2 separate regions of the Mus musculus genome follow, and region 2 is linked to region 1. The links are chromatin contacts, called in public Hi-C maps. All regions are on one chromosome and are shown on one strand. The core of a region is the stretch at or near the end of the contact, and the rest is flanking DNA. Distances in the headings are between cores, read along the strand shown.

Evidence for each region. A called contact is a pair of places that touch in the nucleus more often than the background predicts.
Region 2: a contact with region 1 is called in a Hi-C map of cerebral cortex, with 1.9 times the contacts expected there. The contact joins the promoter of Slit1 here to the enhancer-like site in region 1. A contact is called at or near these places in 16 of 39 promoter capture datasets (the 3T3-L1 cell line, 3T3-L1-derived adipocytes, cranial neural crest and 9 more), 18 of 484 Hi-C or Micro-C datasets (the HPC-7 cell line, the N1E-115 cell line, adipose-derived mesenchymal stem cells and 12 more), 11 of 115 datasets of contacts at active chromatin or transcription factors (embryonic fibroblasts, embryonic forebrain, embryonic hindbrain and 7 more) and 3 of 9 other capture datasets (adipose tissue, liver and macrophages).

The regions. Positions count from the first base shown.
Region 1 is chr19:41,696,191-41,699,136 of GRCm38.p6, reverse strand. The region is part of intron 4 of Slit1 (slit guidance ligand 1); the gene reads left to right. Gm34116 (a long non-coding RNA gene) reads right to left here. Exons shown (of 5, transcript XR_003952937.1): 3 at 2,087-2,251; 4 at 1,221-1,374. Among named protein-coding and RNA genes, the nearest start is that of Gm34116, 6.6 kb to the right of the region's middle. Within about 2 kb of position 1,561, at least 48 of the 459 cell types and tissues checked have an H3K27ac peak or open chromatin away from gene starts, as enhancers often do. A contact at or near this core is called in the N1E-115 cell line, adipose-derived mesenchymal stem cells, cerebral cortex and 4 more, where this site is marked.
Region 2 is chr19:41,742,507-41,745,424 of GRCm38.p6, reverse strand. Slit1 (slit guidance ligand 1) reads left to right here and starts at 1,569. Exons shown (of 37, transcript NM_015748.3): 1 at 1,569-2,213. The coding sequence starts at 2,017.

The DNA.
Region 1 (2,946 bases), core at 312-2,811:
GCCTTCAGGTGTCGCCCTGGAGACTGGGGCCTGGGTATTTGGGTTTAGGTCAGGCACAATAATGGCTGTAGAATGAGATGGTATCCCCAGGACCTCCTCTGTCATTTGTCACACAGTTCTGGTTCCCAATGACTGTGTGGACCTAGGGGATGAGGGAGGAGGTAGGCGGGGGCTGGTGGGCTGAGGGGCACGGGATGGGGCTGGCTAATGGCCCTGCCCCTGGAGTAGAGCAAACACACCTCTTAGGAAACAGGAAGTGAGGCCATCCCAATATCTGGGCACCAGAAGCCTGGATCTGACCAAAATTCAGGATGGCTAATGGAGGCTAGGGTTGAAGGTGTTCTAGACACATGGTAATGAGACTCCAGGAAGAATTCAATCACTCCCTAGGGTGCTCCACAGTTAGGCAGCCTAAGGGCACAGTCAGAGTTTAAAAAAAAAATCCTTTAATTTGACTATAACAAGGATGATGGCAGATCAGAGCCATCAGGGGGCTGAGCCTCAAGGGAGGGGTTCAGAGAACCTGGGCTGGTGCTGGGGGTCACATTTTAGCTGGACCAGGAAGTGCATAGGGCCTTCCTTCTCAGCCTCCAGCACAGTGCCTACCAAGTAAGACTCTGAGCTTCTAGACCCATGCCACGGTTTGCAAAATAGCCCCCTCTCCTCTCTTACTACGTTTTAGAATTTTTATATCGTGATAACGTATAATAAACTTTACCGACTGAGCCATTTAAAATGCACAGAGCTGCAGTGGTGAGTGTCTTCACACTGTTACACCACAGAGCTCTACAATATTTTCACTTCATAAAACTGGAACTTCACAACCCATCAAGCAGTAACTCCCCACCCTCCCTTCCTCCACCCCTGGCAACAGCTGTCTGTAAACTGACTACTTTGGGGACCACAGATGAATGGAATCAAGTAGTGTCCCTCCCCTCCCCCACCCTCCCTATTCCCCCTCTCTCCTCCCCTCCCTCCTCCTCCCTTTCTCCCTCTCCCTTCTCCCCTCCCTCCTCCCCCTCTCTCCTATCCATTCCTTCTTCCCCTCCCTCCTCCTCATCCCTCCTATCCCTTCCTTCCTCCCCTCCCTCCTCCCCCTCCCTCCTCCCCTTCACACAACCCTCTCCAGGGCCACTCACTGTATGTAACATGTGTCAGAGCTCTCTTCCTTTCTATGGGTTGAGCACTGTCCCTACACTGGTTGTGTATACACTGTGTACCTGTTGATCTGTGCTGGGCATGGGGTGGCTTCTGCCCTGTGGCTCTTGGAGGTGATGGTGCATGTCCAACCCATTTCCAGGCTCGATGGGACTTACTTTCTGACCCCAGAGCTGTGTGGGTTATCTTTGCTCCTCCTCTGAGCTCTTGAGGGACCTGTCCTGGAGGCAGACAGGGTGACTCATTTTGTGCCCAGCAAAGACACTCTTTTCATCTGCTTCCTTCTGCGAGGCAGCTGGCTGTTCTCTGGAGATCTTAATTTAGGCCGGGAAGGGGGTGGGTGAGGAACTGAGCGTGCTGGTCCAGCTGGTGCTGGAGGCTTGGGCAGCTTAACAGAGCTCAGCATCTCAGAGACACAGGACTCCCAGTGTGCTCAGGCAGATGGCGCTGGCAGGCTTAGAGGCGAGGGGCATCCAGGAGGTGGTGGGAGGTACCATGATGAACAGGGGTGGGGGGTGGGGGCTGGGGGCTGGGAGGATGTGGGCTTGGAAATGCAATGAGGGACATTGACATGGATGTTTTAGAGTCTGGTGAGTCATAGTTTAGGCTTCAGGGACGAATGAGGAGCAGAAAATCGTGGGTATGAATGGCTGCCCATTGAGTTACTAATGTGCATGGAGTCAGAGTGGAGCTTGGCTCAGCTGTGAGATGATGACAGGGGGTGCCTGTCATGGTGTAGCTCTGGCCTGAAGCTCACAGGACCCTGAGGACTCACAGGGGTGGAAGCTGTGGTGGTGTCTGGAGAAGCAGTGTCTCCAACATTAAAATGCTTTTATCATATTGAGCAGCGCGGGGGGGGGGTGTTGGGGGGGATCAGGAACCAAGCTGCTAGAGAGCCTCACCAGTTTTGCCTGGAAACTGGACTCACCTGCACTTTCAGGGTTCATGGTGCTGAGGCTGGCAAAGTGACACCTAAGTTGATAGCGCCAGGAGCCCGAACTTGGAGGGAAACAAGTTTGACAGTCTAAGGCCTGAGGAAGCAGCCTGCGGCCACGGAGCTAACTGAAGCCAAGTCCTTGAGCTTCACCGGAACCTGAGAGTTGGAGGAAGGTGGACAGAAACATGATTAGAAACAGCTTCCCATACGGTCTTATGTGGCAATTAAAGGCATGTGCAAGAGACCGTGCTGGGTCCTGGTCCCAGCTCTGCCATTTGCAAGATGGTACAACCTCGAGCACGTTTCCTACCCTCTTTTTTGCCTCAGTGTGCTCACCCAGAATCTAAAGATGCCAGTGGTTCCTGCTTCACACACTGCGCATTGGAGAGGAACAGGAAGTTACAGTACGTGGTGACAAATTGGCTAGCATGTTTTAGATGGAACAGGAGAGACTCCCGAGAAACTCCGCGCTTGGAAAGGCTGCTCTCCCTCTGTCCCCCTACCCCTTGGAGAATTTGAGGACTTGGGAAAAGTCACATCTCCCAGAGGGCAGACTCTCTCAATTGCACCTGGTTCCTGGCAGGGTGATAACAGTACTTAGGTAAGCTGGTGCATACAGCATTGACTACCCATCATGGTTGGCAGAAGCGTGGACTGGCATGTCTGGAACTGCTGGTCCATGGTAGCATGGCAGACCTTCTGCAAGGTCTCGGTTACATCCTCTCAGGCCCCCCAAACCCTCTGGTTCCCTGTGGAATGGGTTTGAATTAGCTTCTCCAGGCAGCCTATGTTGGGATAAGAGACTGATAAGAGCTGTTGGTAGGCTTTATAAAGGACATCAAACGGCTCCT
Region 2 (2,918 bases), core at 320-2,819, 46 kb before region 1:
GGATGTAGAGACTGTGCTCTGATCAGAAGTGTGGTCCAGGGCTTGTCTTGAATGGAGTCAGACATTCAAGTGTGCCATGCTGACCACAGGGCCTTATGCAGTATATGGTAAAGTAACTGGAAGAGTCTGATCCAGAGGGAAAACAACCAAGCATCCAATGGTTCCAGGTGAGTCCCACGCCTCTAATCGTGTGGTGACTTCAGTATCTCACCACTGTGACAAACTGCCGTCATTGCTGGGCTTAGGTTCTGCTCCCCCCTCCCCCCAAGAAGGGGGACCCTGCAGTAGCTCCACTAGGGGGGCTTTTGACTCTTGACCATCTGAGCTACTTCTGATGCCCAGTTGTTATCTGCACATAGGGCCCTGACTCCCGGAGCTCAGCTCAACACGAACTCCAAAGCTTGCGTGGAGTTTCCAACAGAGGAATGCTCGACAGAGCCATCTTTATCGGGGGGGGGGGGGGGGGGGGGGAAGTCCTTCTCTTTGAGTGCAAAGCTTTGGAAGGGATGCACATGGTGTGGAATAGGAGGAAGGGGACACCCACAGTGACACTCAGATCACCAGATCAACCCTGTTGATCAATGGGATGACAGATGTCTCAGCCAGATCTCCCTCACATCCGGAGCTCAGCTCTTTAGAGACCCAGAGAGCCACAGCTGTCCGTTTTGGGGGAGGTGCTTTCTTTTCTGGGGTTGGAGGGAATTCTGTCCCTCACTGGATTTCCTATTCACACCCACATCCCCAACTCTGTCAGAATAAGAAAATTCCTTGCCCATGGGGCTGTGAGGCCCGAGGTCCTATTCAGGTACCAGTTGACTGGGTGGTGTTTTTTTCTTCTAAACAGGTTCTGTGTTCTCTCCACTCTGGCCTTTTGAGAGGACCAAATATTCCTTTTCTTCTGTTTCCACCTGCCAGATGTGGAGAGGCTAGTTGCTGGATTTCCAAGGTGGCTTCCTATTGGTATACCAGTAGAGAGGCTTGTGTAGAAAACACCTCCCCTCCGGACTTACAAAGTCCTGTCAGGACTCCTGTCATCCCAGCTGGCTGGCTTCTGTTCCCGGAAGAGGTTGGGTTCTGCCTTTAGGGAGAGTATGTGTTGAGGGAGAAGACTAACCTGGCCTGAGGCTTTTATATTCTCTCAAGTCTCTTCCCTCAAGGTCCCAGGCTGGGCAAGGAAAGACAGCTTGGAGAGGCCATCTGGTACAAGAAGCCTCACCAACAGTTGACAAAGGAAGTTGGTGGGGCCCGGTGACCTCTTCAGCCATTGGGGAAGTCTGTGGTCCCAGGGAAGGGAAGGTGTAGGGAAAAAAAATCTTTTTGCTCCTCTGCCCTAGTAGCTGAGGGTACTGAAGTGACTGGTCTAAATGTACACATCATTGCAGTGTGTGTGTGTGTGTGTGTGTGTGTGTGTGTAGCTTACAGAGCAGGTCCAGTCTGTAAGCCCCCTTCCCCGGGCCCCCGCAGCCCTTGGCGCCTGGGAGGTTGCACCTTTGAAACTGTATGCCAGCGGCTGGACCTCTGTAGCAGCAGAGAAGTGGTGGGGAGGAGGCGGGCGGTGGTCCGTGCTTGGGGGGGAGGGCGGGAAGGAGTCTGGCCCTGGAAGTGTGCTTTTCGATTGATGGATGACTGCCGGGTGTGAGCGAGCGTGCGGGTGTGAGTGTGTATGTGTGTGTGTGTGTGTGCGCGCGCGCGCGAGGTGTGTGTGTGTGCGCGCGCGCGGGGCCTGCCCATTTTCCTCCTCACAGCAGTCAGTTGGGAGCTGGAGGGAGAGGGAGACGCCGGCAGCGAGCACTGGGAGAGGAGCTGAGCGCCCTCCGCTTAAGACGCCTTTCCTGGGTCTACGCACAGACGCTGTCGCTGGGAGCATCTAGGTACCACTCGATCCGCAAGGGCGCATCGCACGATTCCACCGGCTCTTCGGTCCTTCGGTGGGGATAGCACCTGGAGCTAGCCCCGGACGGGGATGGTCAGCGGCTGCGGCCGTCTGGCACGCGAACGGGACACGGCGAAGGCACCATGGCGCTAACGCCCCAGCGCGGGTCCTCTTCGGGGTTGAGCCGACCGGAGCTGTGGCTGCTGCTGTGGGCAGCCGCGTGGCGCCTGGGGGCCACGGCGTGCCCCGCCCTCTGCACCTGCACCGGCACTACGGTGGACTGCCACGGCACGGGTTTGCAGGCCATCCCCAAGAACATCCCACGGAACACCGAGCGCCTGTGAGTACGGATCCGCCCGTCCACTGGGAGTCCCTCCACCCCCTCGACCCCTGGTTGCTCTCCCACCCTGACGGATCAGAGGGACCGGAATCGGGTGGGGGGCGCTAGACCGTTGGGCTCCGTCGCCAGTAGAGGAGTCAGTGCCTTGGTAGGTTTTTAGGAAACCAGAAACCAGGAGCGCATTTGCAGGTGCCAGATTCAAAGGGCCCTGGAAGCATCCTCAGCCCTTCCTCACACCTGCCCCTTGCGATCTCTGCTCTCCGCTGTGACAGGTCCTTCCCACTGTACAGCACTTTATTCCTCTAGGGTACCTGGAGCCTTCCTGGCACCTAGGAGAACAGCTTCCCACAGACTCCAGGCACGGTGTCTCCTTTTGGACACATGGGGTTTGCTGGGTTCTGAGTGGGCAGGTGGATTTGGGCTCTGAGGGCTCGCTGCCACGGACCAGAAGTTTCTGAGCACCTATTCTACCCATTGTTTGGTCCCAGAGCCTGGATAAGTCTTCCCTTGAAGGTGTAAGCAACCTACCCTCTCCTTCAGTCTTCATCCTGAGCCCAGGCAGACAGACAATGGGACCCGAGGGCCTTTGGTTTGGGTTTTGGGGAATATGACATCGGAACCCTTACAGGGTGAGAGGAGTCCTGGACTGCGAGCTCAGGGATGATACTAGAGGCCAGGAGCTCGGACTGGGACATAAGGTTGGAG